Regions from separate parts of the Mus musculus genome. Here region 2 is linked to region 1. A link is a contact called in public HiChIP or PLAC-seq data. All regions are on one chromosome and are shown on one strand. Each heading gives the region's core, a stretch centred on a gene start, on an enhancer-like site or on the middle of the called end of the contact. The rest is flanking DNA. Distances are from core to core; before and after follow the strand shown. Region 1 has its middle 10 kb from the start of Gm46502. Region 2 has its middle 12 kb from the start of Gm41312.

Region 1 (6,590 bases), core at 1,489-3,988:
TGCATACATTTGCCAAAACACACATAAGGTAAACAAATAAATCTGAAAAAATATTAAGCAGCGATCTTTTACAGAGGCAGTCAGTGACAGTAGGAAGAGCTACCTTCTCTGGTACAGAAGCAAGCAGACTTGGCTGAGTCAGTCAAGACGCAGAAGCTTTGAAGCAGCACAAGAGGAATTAGTTGATATGGAGGGAGCCTCTTTTGTACTCAGCTGCTGTTGGTGTCTCCAAAGGTGGGCACAGCGTAGTTGTTTCTGCCATAGCTCTGCAAGCTGTGAACACTGAGCAGACTGCAAGTCGCATTCAACAGCTGCTTCAAGAAGCAACTACCAGGCTGGAGAGATGGCTCAGTGGTTAAGAGCACCAACTGCTCTTCTGAAGGTTGTGAGTTCAAATCCCAGCAACCACATAATGACTCACAACCATCTGTAATGAGATCTGATGCCCTCTTCTGGGGTGTGTGAAGACAGCTACAGTGTACTTACATATAATAAATAAATAAATCTTTAAAAAAAGTAGCAACTACCCTATAGCAAGGTGGAATGGTCTGCTGACTGAAAGGAATTGTGGCGAACACCAGAACAGGAAGAAACTGCTTGACCTTGCATCACCCTCTGCGGACAGCGTAGCAGGGAGCCGCTACCCAAGCAGAGGAACTGTGTGTAGTTCCATTTCCAGTAGAAAAGGAGAGAAAGATGGGTCTGGGCAGTATGTGAATGCATATTTCTTACTTTATCCAGTAAAAGCTGGAGAAAGTTGACCAGGTTGTGCCTCTTCAAAGAGACCCACAGCTGTTAGAAAATTCTACGATTATTTTGAAATTAATGTATATCAGCACTTACTTAGCTTCTTTATCTGTGTAATGACTGTGGTCATAGCAATTATCTTTTGTTGTTGAAAAGCACTTAGAGGAGTAGGGGACACAGACTGAGAACATATGATCAATACATTTTAGTTATTATTTATTACTACACTGCCATCCTGGTTTGATTTTGATCACTGTCATAAAACACTAACCAAAGCCAACTTGTGGGGGGAAAACTTATTTGGCTTACAATTCCACATCACAGTCCATCATTGAGGGAAATTAGAATAGGAATTCAAGCAGGAACCTGGAGGCAGGAGCCCATGCAGAGACCGTGGACTGGTGCTGCACACTGGCTTTTTCTCCATAGCTTACTCTGCCTGCTTTCTTAGACCATTCAGGGCTATCTGCCCAGGATTGACACTGCCCACAGAGGGCTGGGCTCTCCCACGTCAATCATTAATCAAGAAAATGCCCACACAGACTTGTTCACAGGCCAATCTGTTGATGGCAACTTCTCAATTAAGGTTCCCTCTTCCAAAATAATTCCAGCTTCTGTCAAGTTGACCCAAAACCAAACCAAACCAAAACAAACGAAAAAGACAAGAAAAGAAATGAACAACAAACCCTTAACAACCACAAATTGGCTTGCTTACTTGGATAATCAAGAATTCAAGTACTAAAAATATATTTCAGGGCCTCAAACAATATATAGAGATCTAATACAACTTGGGTGCAACTTGAGAAATAGGTGTAGACGTTTACCCACTGTCAAAACAGCCCCTGGAAATAACTGCAGACTTAATTGATTTTTTTCATACACCGCAGCTGACTAGTCCACCCTTCTCCCATCAGTCCCCAGCATTCATAGCTACCGCCGCCTCTGGACCTCAACCACCATGGTTAGAGGTGCTCCGGCCCAGGAGCAACAGGGCTGAAAGGGCCAAGGTAGCAAGTCAGCTTCATCAAGACTGTTAAGGCCTGGAATTCTGAATTTAGCAGCATGAACTTCTACATGGGTTCGGAAGCACGGAAGTTCAAGGATACTTAGCCATCACTGCGGAAGGGGTGGGCGTAGGTGGGGTGGGGTGGGGGGTGGGGGTGGTAGGTTTTTTTCCTTGATAATATCAACAAAAGAAGGCTGTATGTAGCTTCTGGAATTAAATGGGTGCAGTTTCTTGTTCTTTGTTTTTCCTCCAAGCTGGGGACTGAGGTGAAAACCTGGAGGTGGTTAATTTAATGACTAGACGAGGAGGAAAATGAACCTAAAACCTTCCCACTGCTTCTGTAGACTTCAGTGTCAGACGTTTTTATCCATTAGTAGTTTTACAACACGTTATTAACCCATATCAGTTTTGCCATATTTCATAATAGGATGGATTTTTTTCAGCTATACAAATAGTGACCACTATGAAATGTATTTTATTATGAAATAGTTGAACATTTATAATTGACTGATAGCATATTAGGTTTATTTATAACGATGTCATTTGTGCGACCAAAATTAAACAGAGCGACTTTTGATGAATAGGGATTAAGTTTGCGCTCCCAGCACATCTAGTTACTTTGGAATCTGAAGATGGCATTGTAAGACTCTGATGAGCCTTAGCTTACTGGGGACCCCTGATTGAACCACTCAGAGTGGGGGAAGCATGCAAAAAGCAAGAGGAATTTATTGTTCCAATGCGTTTGGGGTCATCCTGCACCGGAAGGAGAGGCAGCCTCAAGCAGCCCAGTCAGGGAGTTTTTTATACAGTTTTCGGAGCAGCAGCCATTAGTCACAATGTGATTGGCAGAACAGTGTAATTTTTAAACTGATTGGTCACTAGGGGAATGAGGTGGCAAGAACTTCCCTTGTCTGTAGGTGGCCTTGTCTGTAGGTCTGTCCTACAGAATGTGTTTACCTCCTTTGGACCTCCCCAGCCTGCAGGTAGAGGTTGATCAGTGTCTCCCGCCCCACCTTGGCTGAGGAATGTTAATTAGCCCCTCCTTTCTGGAGGGGAGGGGTGCCTAAGTGTTCCATGACCTTTTTTCTTCCAGGAGGGGAGGGGTCTGGTGGCATTTTCCAAAGGTCCTGAACTGGCCTCTTCAACACACCATTAGGTGGGTGAATCCTTTGAATTCTCTGCTTCCCTTCGAATTGGGAAACAGTTTTCATTTACTTTCATAAAGTCGAAGGTAATAAAATGGCAGTTGTTTTTGTTGCCCGAGAAATGGAAGGAGCAAGTTCAAGGATAAAAATGAGTAACTGCTGTGGGCTGAGGTTGTTCGAATAAGCAATTCCGTTCTTTTGTGAAAAATTCTCGGTTCTCCATTAATTACATGAACTTCCTGTAGGGCTACAAAGTATCTGCGGCAGTTATTTAAAGAGCAGCACCACCTAGTGGCTAAATAATGCAACTACTTTATCCTAAACAGAAAAGAAAAACAGTTTCAATATCCAGACAGGTAGCTATCCAAACAGTGTCTGTTATTAGAACTATTCCTCACAAGTTTTCTTATTTACTGACTTCACTGTTTTAAAATATGGTTTTTTTTTAAAATAAAAAGGTCTGTAACCATAACAAATGTTAACTCTTCCATGTTCACTTTAAGAGCATTAAAAATTATTGGAAAGGTCACTGTGGTAATTTTAACATTGTGATCTTTAAAAATGAATTTTAAAGAACCTTTAAAATATTTGCTCCTTTAAGGCATTGAAATTCACTTACTAAAATTATTACATGTTTCTTATAGTCTCATTTGTACGGACATATTTTGAAGGCATTTAGTTCAAAAATCTTCAGCCATAAAATACCATCAGAATTCAAAAAGCCATTTGGAGAAGGACATATATTTATTATACTGTTAGTATGATTATTTAGAGTAGTGATTCTCAACTTAATTTTGGTATCACTTAATATAGTATCTCATCTTGTAACATGTTCCCCAGCCATAAAATTATTTTCATTGCTACTTCATAGCTGTAATTTTGCTAGTAGCATGAATGTAAATGTTTGTGTTTTCTGATGGTCTTAGGAGCCCCCTTGAAAAAATTGCGGGTCGCGACCCACAGTTTGAGAATCACTTATTTGGAGCCAGTCTTGCGCATCTACAGAAGCATTTGGTTCAGAATACAGTGTTGCTGCCCTCTTGTGGCTAGAAGAGCACACCGCGCCTGGATATGATCAGTCAAAGAGAAAGTTTTATAATTTAAGAAAGAAAAGAAAAAAAGGAATGCGAGCCGTTTTCACATTTGTTTATCCACCATAGCCAAAGTTCCAAATGCTTAGTTAATTTACTTACAGGGCCAACCAAAGGAAATGAACTTATTTGAACTTCCCATCTGAATTTATTTAACCATACACTCCCCCAACCACACACATACCCCTACTTACATAACTTTCACTAACCACTACAAACCCTGCAGAACATCTTTTGTAAAAGTACGAGTTAACACCTTTTACCTAATACTGCGGTAATTGGTTTTGTTCTCACTCTTAGTATCTTAAAGAATAAACTGCATCTAAGTTAAGCTGAAAATCCTCCCTTTGACTTCCATTTCATCCTGGGATGAGTTCAGTAGCTCTTTCCAAGGTGCAGGACATGCATTTTATGTGCTGAGATGCTCTGGCCCCTGTCGTTGTGGCACTGAATGGAAAACAAGCTTTCGATGCATGTTCCAAATGCAGAAGCCAAGCGCTTCCTACAATGTTGGCTGGGACACTGCTGCTAGGATGAATGGTGCTTTTCAGATTCCTCGCAGCAGAGAGAGCGGGTTTTCCAGGAGGAGTTCCGACTTCCTGTTTACATCTCTCATCTTGGATTAGGAGTTTTATGGAGGACTAAAGGAAAACAAGGCAGAAACAAAGGAGCGATTTAGCCTCTGCTTTAAGATACAGGCATCTTAGGGCAGCGTTTTTGTTTTTTTTTGTTTTTGTTCCCTGTCTGAAGGCTTCCTAAATACTTCTGTTTACAACAGCCCGCTTGGTACTTGACTTTATAAAGTAGGATCCAGTTGTGGAAGAGGAAGAAATAAAACGCGTCACTTGTTGGGTTTCAGAGAAAGCAAGCAATGGAGACAGCAAAAGTGGTGTTCATTAAAGGAATTTAGGGCATCATTTTGACCTTTAGTCTGGGGTTCTATGCCTTCTGTGATCTTGAGTTGTGTTTCATTTGCCATCTAGATTTGCACTTTTGAACAATGAATTCTTTTTTTTTTTAGAATTAATTTTTTATTAGGTATTTTCCTCATTTACATTTCCAATGCTATCCAAAAAGTCCCCAATACCCTCCGACCCCCCCCCCTCCCCTACCCACCCACTCCCACTTTTTGGCCCTGGCATTTCCCTGTACTGGGGCATATAAGTTTGCAAGTCCAATGGGCCTCTCTTTCCAGTGATGGCCAACTAGGCCATCTTTTGATACATATGCAGCTAGAGTCAAGAGCTCTGGGGTACTGGTTAGTTCATAATGTTGTTCCACCTATAGGGTTGCAGATCCCCCAAGCTCCTTGGGTACTTTCTCTAGCTCCTCCATTGGGGGCCCTGTGATCCATCCATTAGCTGACTGTGAGCATCCACTTCCGTGTTTGCTAGGCCCCTGCATTGTCTCACAAGAGACAGCGATATCTGGGTCCTTTCAGCAAAATCTTGCCAGTGTATGCAATGGTGTCAGCGTTTGGAAGCTGATTATGGGATGGATCCCTGGATATGGCAGTCTTTAGATGGTCCATCATTTCGTCACAGCTCCAAACTTTATCTCTGTAACTCTTTCCATGGGTGTTTTGTTCCCAATTCTAAGAAGGGGCACAGTGTCCACACTTTGGACTTTATTCTTCTTGAGTTTCATGCGTTTAACAAATTGTATCTTATATCTTGGGTATCCTAAGTTTTTGGGCTAATATCCACTTATCAGTGAGTACATATTGTGTGAGTTCCTTTGTGATTGTGTTACCTCATTCAGGATGATGCCCTCCAGGTCCATCCATTTGCCTAGGAATTTCATAAATTCATTCCTTTTAATAGCTGAGTAGTACTCCATTGTGTAGATGTACCACATTTTCTGTATCCATTCCTCTGTTGAGGGACATCAGGGTTCTTTCCAGCTTCTGGCTATTATAAATAAGGCTGCTATGAACATAGTGGAGCATGTGTCCTTCTTACCAGTTGGAACATCTTCTGGATATATGCCCAGTAGAGGTATTGCTGGATCCTCCAGTAGTACTATGTCCAATTTTCTGAGGAACCACCAGACTGATTTCCAGAGTGGTTGTACAAGCTTGCAATCCCACCAACAATGGAGGAGTGTTCCTCTTTCTCCACATCCTCACCAGCATCTGCTGTCACCTGAATTTTTGAACTTAGCCATTCTGACTGGTATGAGATGGAATCTCAGGGTTGTTTTGAATTGCATTTCCTTGATGATTAAGGATGTTGAACATTTTTTCAGGTGCTTCTCCGCCATTCAGTATTCCTCAGGTGAGAATTCTTTTGAACAATGAATTCTTCTGTGCACTATGCTTGCAAAGTCTGGTTGCTACATATCTTGATCAACACTTGATATTTAAATAATAATTATTATTATCATTATTATTCTTAGCAATTTGAATAAACTGTAGAGATGCATTTTGAATTTTATTCCTATTTTTCTAATGATGATGTTGGTAAATATCTTTATATCATTTATACCTAATGGTGGTAAGTATCTTTAATATACATATTTTCTTTCTGAATAGCTTCTTCTTTTACACTAAGGATTATTTTATTTTTAATTGTATCTGTGTATATGCATGTATGTGGCTAT
Region 2 (6,414 bases), core at 1,236-3,735, 170 kb before region 1:
GTTAGATGAGCAATTAAAGCTCTGTCTGGTTGCTTTGTGTCAGTACATATGCTACCCACATTTCATGCTGAATGGAAGCAAACCACACAGTCCTCTCTTGCCTTACTTTCCTCTTTGGGAATTTAGGAATAGAAATAATACTTCTTCCTGACTCTGGTGAGGAATGAGTCACAGGGAAGATGTTATATCTAATTCAGTTAATATCCACCAAAGCCGGCTGAAGGCATAGATCCTCAGACCTGCTTCTAAAAGTAACTTGGTCTAAAACTGTCCTCAGTAGGAGGTCACAGCTCAGAATCAAATGATGTTAGAAACAGAGGCTACAAATTAACCTTCAAGGGATTACTTACCCAGAGGTTGTCTGCTTGACTTAAAGGCATAGGCTTCTACTCTGCTCACTGTTCATCTACTGTTCAGCTTGTCTGAATCTTAGCAGCGGCACATATTTAGCATTCATTCCTGTTTTATTGCCTAGACTTTTACCTAATGAGTTAGGCAGTGGTTGAGTGTTTGAATAGAATTCATGATAGCTTGGGTTTGGTATTTAGTACTGAAAAATAAGAGGAAACAAAGAATATTGCATTGTATAAGAACCAGAAAGGCTTTTGATTAAATTCAACAAACTTTATTGCATATCATGTCTATAATAGAGAAACATCTATACATGGAAGGTAAATCTGGATAATCTAATAATGCAGTCACTGCCTGGATGGAATTTATAATAAAATTAGAGTAGACAGAGCTGTATTGTCAATGCCTGGATTGGGGCTCAGTAAAAGTCTTTTAAACAGTTGGTAAAGGCCATGAGAAGAGTGAAGTGTTGTTATTAGTCTCTAAATATGGATGGATTTTTGAGTGAAAGAGATGGAAGAAAGGTCAATGCTTTGGTTCACACTAGGTAAAGCAGATGTGGGCATTAAGAGGAGGGTTTGTTGGTGTTGAGCCTGGCACATGCTGTGTTGTGATGCGAAAAGCCAACTGGGAAAGCAGCCCAGTGTGCTTCTGAATTATGGGACTATGGTATACAGTCCACAGAGAAAGGTGCAAAATGAGCTAGACATGAAGTTTAAGGATAGATTATAGAGGTTGTACATGCTGTAAAACTTGACTTTAGGCCATGTGAAACATGAGCCTTTGAAAATACAGGCAGTATTGTGCTGGTAAATTTTATATAATAGAAATCAGTTTGGTTTACAGTCCTTCACTATAGAGACTTCAAACCAATCTGCCCATCTGAGATCACTGGACTGAGCTGGGAAGAGACACATAGGGCATATGTAATTCTTTGCAGATTGTGTGCTGACTGCAAGGTGCCATGTCCAGGGCTTGGAATGCTCCGAGGTTTCTTCTAGAATGTTTATATTTAAATCTTCTTAATAAATATACTTGAGACAAAAGGAAGAGCAGATAAAAGATGACAGAAAGGGTGGCAACATCTGACACAGAAGGAGAAAATGCTCAATGAAGAGAAAGGTTTTGAGTCTGGGGAGTGAGGCTCTGTTTCATGGTATCTATGACCTCTGTGAAACCCTATGTACATTTGTGTATCAATGCACTGTAGGGAATGATTGTCTATTAGATTTTTTAATAGGTCTGTGAAACCAACTTAACAGTTAGACTGTCATTTTAGATAGGAGTGATGATTGAATTTGGTAAGCAGTTGTGTGTGCATGTTGTATAACGGTGATATGAGAAAGAGTTGTGAATGACATGAAGATACTTTAAGTTGGACACCTAGAAAATGAACACTCCTGATAATAAAAAAAGAAAAGAGAAATAGATAATAATTTCCTAAGTAAAATTGGCAGTTTTAGAATGAGATAATCTGAGGCACAATAGAACATATAAGATAAAGTAAGAACATGTAGTATTTACTCTAAGTAATGTAACTTCATTCCTAATTCTTTTGTGATTAGATACATTACTGATTATACATACTGGATGTTGGATTTCCGATATGGATAAATATCTGAAGTACATATTTAATGTACCAAAGTAGACCTGGGCTCCAGGTTTTCCCAGCATCCTTTAGTCCTTACCTGGAATACCCTGCCCATAACCCTGAACTCTTCAGCCCAGGGGCTTGGCTTCCACTCCTTCTGAAACTTTTCCCTATATAATATAGAAATTTTGTTCTCTCTCCCTCTCTCTCCCCCCCTCTCCCTCTCCCTCTCTCTCTCCATTCACACTTTATTTCTTTCTTTGCCTCTTTTCCCTGTCTTTGTCTTTCAGCCAGCCTGAAAGTGAATTCACAATAAACCTGCCTTTATGTACATTAATCTGACTTGAGTTGGCTCATATTACTGGTGGAGAATAACATATCACAGGCCAACTCAACGACACTTTGAAGGCAAAAGCAGAGAAGGGAGAAGAGATGGGATACGAGGTAGAGTGTTGGCTTACACAACATTCCACTAGGCTCTTCCCAGGGTCCTAGCAATGGATTGCATCATCATCAGCTGCAATCACCTGCCACTGCCAGGTGTGGGCAGCATATACAAGGACTGTTTCCTACTCCAGTTCTCTTTCTCTGTTCCCAAGTGTTCCTGGCCATTTCTCTCTTGCCCTTTCTGTCCTTCTTTTCTGTCCTTCTCTGCCTCACTTCTCTTTCTCTGCCCTCTGGCTCTGCTCCTGTCTGCCTGCCTCTACCCCTTCTCCAGGTCCTTGCTCTCTTTCCGTCCCCTTTTATCCAGATCAGTTGTGTGTTGTGCTTTCTCAGAGGGATGGGATCTCCCCTGAGAAATTGGCATGGGATCTCCAGGTATCCCTGAGCCCTGTATTGTATTTCAGAACAGAGAAAGAGAAAAGGCCAAAGACAGACTCAAGTCCCACTCTATTGCAAGTTATTTGTTTTATTTTATTAATTTTTTTCATACAATATATTTTGATCCTACTTTCTCTTCTCCCAGTGAAGTAGAAATTTCTGGTTTCTTTATCAATTCAGTTGTGTCACATGATGTTTTTCTGGAAAGTGTCTTGTGAGAAGGCATGTGATATTTTGCTGAAATCAGACACTTGAGAAGGCATGTGATGTTTAGAAAGAATATAAATGGAACCCCATAAACAGTGAGAGGATGCTATTGCATTGCTCTGCGGTACAGTGCTTCATTGGTCTTTGATGGTCTTTGTTGGTCTTTACTGGTCTTCACTTCATAGAAAGCATATGCACAAAAGAACTTCTCGGGGCATTCTGGCTAATTCTGACAGCTTTTGCTGACTCATTCAGACTCAGCAGAACCTTGCTGTTTCTGCTGAATCAGGCTGCTGCCACTATTGATTGGTGTTTGGTGTTTACTACTGAACAGAACTGCTGGTATCTTGACCATGAAGAGTAGCATAGCCCCAAGGAACTACTTCTAAACTGGTCCCCAACAACCTTTACTTATTAACCTTGTTTTTCCCCTACCTCTGGTTGGTGGGTTAGAGGGATGTAGAATTGTTTAAGAACCCCAAATAAAGTAAGTTGTGGAAAAAAATCCAAGACTACACCCAATGTTCCCAGATCCTCTCCTGTCCTTCCTCACCCATTCCCTCAACCCCTGTATCCCTGAAACAAAACAAAAACAAAAGCAATATTGAAACCCCATTAGCCAGCAGGTATCAGAATTTACTGGAAGGTTGATTAGTGTAAAGATTACGGAAGCTAAGAGGTCAAAGGACTTTAAACTTCTAAACTAAACTGGCCAGTAACTTTGTTCCATTCAGAAAATTTACCTTATCTTCCAAGTTCTCATTTACCTCATTTATAAGATGCAAATATGGAACTATTCAAATTGACTTTGGATTGGAGATGAGGTCTATAAATGGCTGGTGAAAGATGTCCTTGTCCAAGCTTGACAAACTCTTTGGTGTTCATTACAGTGGAAGCCAACACAAACATTAATTTCAGAATGACTATAAATTAGAAAATATAGATAAATAAAATTTTAGTTTAGTTGGATTATTGAAAAATTCTCTCCAATCATACATTTTAATTAGTAGATATATACAATAAGCTAAGCAAAATTGTATGTAATTGAAACTGGTAAGACTTTTATATGCTGCTCACCCATTTGGGAACCTCAGTGACAACTGACTTTACTGGTTGCTGATCAACATGCAGTTGAGCTGGAAGTACTTCAGGATTTCAAACTGGAATCATATAATTTGTATTGATTTGCCTTCAGCCTTCATGTGACTTACTAAAAATGTCAATCTAAAACAAATCTTAGTGGATTGAATTACTAGTTCAGCTCTTCCTCTAAATGACAAGACATGAATATATTAGCTACTAAGGCTTCCTCCTGGATATATTTTTAAATTTTAAATTAAAGACATCAAACAGCTAAAATAATTTTTGTGAGTTATTATAACAAACTCCAATAAATTTGGCCTATGATTCTGACTACCAGACCCTGAAATTAATGTTTTTTGTTTTTTGTTTTTTTTTGCTTCATGTTACCCAATCTCCTCTGACTCTAATTCACTTTCTTGTGCATTGGTGCCTATGTGTGTGCTTACATGTGTTTGGTTATATATAAAACCTTGTTTGTAAACATGTGTGCATACATGTGTGTACATATATGTATTTGTTTATATATAAAGCCTTGTATGTAAGCAGTGTATCTGCATGTGTGTGCACACATGTGCTTATGTGCAAAGCTGTCCTTTGCCTCTTTCTCCTGAAGATACTGTAATGACAGCCAGATCCTAGAACAATCCAGAATGACATCTTAGTCTGAAGATCTTACATCTATAAAGAGTTATATTGAAGATAAGATGGATGTTCACTTTTCGATATGTAAGGTAACATTCACAGCTTCTAGGGATTAGGAAAGGGATACATATGTGGGATATCAGCTTTTCTTTTTTCAGACTAGCACAGTGCTTGCCAGAAACTTAATATATGTAGAATTCTGTTTAGAATACATCATTTAAAAATGAGAATGACGCAATTTATGTAAATAGAGATATAAAAATAGGAGAAAATGATCTTAGAAAAAATGAGATTTTATCTTGTCATAAGTCTCCAGACATTGATTCTTATTGTGATTCAGAAATTGTGGAATACTTCTTTTCAGGAAAAGATTTTTTAAAAGTATAGATTTTTTTTTGAGGTAAAAACATAATGAAAACAGTAAGAATAAAAGTTGGTCCCAATACAGAGATACTGCAAAGAGGAATTTCAGGTGGTTGGAATGTAATTAAAATATGTTCATTCTTGATAATAGGAGAAACCATTCTTCTTCCATTTTTGGCTGGTTTTTCCTTCGAAAAACCATCAAGCTCCCAATAATTTACCCTGAGTGAACTTACTGACTCTGCTAGCATTTGATCTGTTTTGTCTGAAGCTAGTCATCACTAGTTTAATGTGCTTGATGTTTATGTTTCCCCACACCTTCCTAGCACATGCCTGCAGAGGCTTTGTCTGCAGTAGGGACAAGGGGGACACATATATAGTATCACAACACTGTTGTGTAAGTAAAAGATTCAGTGAAGGCCCCAGAGAGAAATTCTCAAATCTTGTGGATGAAAGCTAGGTGTGGTTATCATACCTGGAAGCCAGGCTAACTGCAGGCTGGAAGGCTAAGGCAGGAGAACTGTTACAAGTTCTAGGACAGCTTGGAGCACATAGTATCAGATTATCCTGGGATACAGTATAAGATCCTGTCTCAATAACACAGAAGTCCAAGGAAACAAACAAAACAAAAGAAACAGACAAAAAGTCCTATCACCATCATATAGGAAAGATCAGTGACCATACAACTATTCTTTTGTTCATTCACAGGTTACAGTTACAAGTGCTGTGATAGACAGCAGCCCTCTGGGATCTGTGGTGATGTCATGGGTTTTCTGCCTCGGTCCATCGATTTAATAACCATAAAATGATCTCACCTAATAATTCCCTTCTGTCTCAGATCTCTCTCTCTCTCTCTCTCTCTCTCTCTCTCTCTCTCTCTCTCTCTCTCTCTCTCTCTCTCTCTCCCTCTCCCTCCCTCTCCCTCTCCCTCTCCCTCTCCCCCTCCCCTCTCCCCTTCCCCCTTCCCCTCTTGTTTATTTTTGGTTTTGAAGAAAAGGTTTCTCTGTGTAGTGCTAGTTGTCCTGAAACTCGCTCTGTAGACCAGGCTGGTTTCAAACTCACAGGGATCCGACTGCCTTTGCCCAGTGAGTGCTGGGATTAAAGCTGTGTGTCTCCACCACCAGACCTAATCTCTATCTGGCCCTGTCTCCACCTTGCCCGGTCTCTGTGTTGTACATTTTGTCTTTCCTTTCATGTTATTTTCCTGTACTCACTTTAGTTACTTATTCATTTATTTACACAATCTTCTTTCTTAAAAGGGAAGCCGATTTAATGATCTGAGACCTGATTTAGTTTCTGAGTAAGGCATCTGTTACTTTAAAATTTTTCCTATTTTTTGATTTATCAAAAATCCA

The links. HiChIP or PLAC-seq counts read pairs in DNA pulled down with a chosen protein or histone mark.
Region 2: a contact with region 1 is called in an H3K27ac HiChIP or PLAC-seq map of embryonic stem cells, with 15 read pairs. The contact joins two enhancer-like sites. A contact is called at or near these places in 1 of 39 promoter capture datasets (embryonic stem cells), 3 of 15 datasets of contacts at CTCF or cohesin (CD8 T cells and embryonic stem cells), 40 of 484 Hi-C or Micro-C datasets (the HL-1 cell line, the N1E-115 cell line, cerebral cortex and 14 more), 11 of 115 datasets of contacts at active chromatin or transcription factors (astrocytes, bone marrow-derived dendritic cells, embryonic stem cells and 1 more) and 1 of 9 other capture datasets (embryonic stem cells).

What each region holds. Positions count from the first base shown.
Region 1 is chr15:41,160,384-41,166,973 of GRCm38.p6, reverse strand. No RefSeq gene overlaps it. Among named protein-coding and RNA genes, the nearest start is that of Gm46502, 10 kb to the left of the region's middle. Within about 2 kb of position 2,738, at least 50 of the 459 cell types and tissues checked have an H3K27ac peak or open chromatin away from gene starts, as enhancers often do. A contact at or near this core is called in embryonic stem cells, where this site is marked.
Region 2 is chr15:41,326,337-41,332,750 of GRCm38.p6, reverse strand. No RefSeq gene overlaps it. Among named protein-coding and RNA genes, the nearest start is that of Gm41312, 12 kb to the right of the region's middle. Within about 2 kb of position 2,485, at least 18 of the 459 cell types and tissues checked have an H3K27ac peak or open chromatin away from gene starts, as enhancers often do. A contact at or near this core is called in embryonic stem cells, where this site is marked.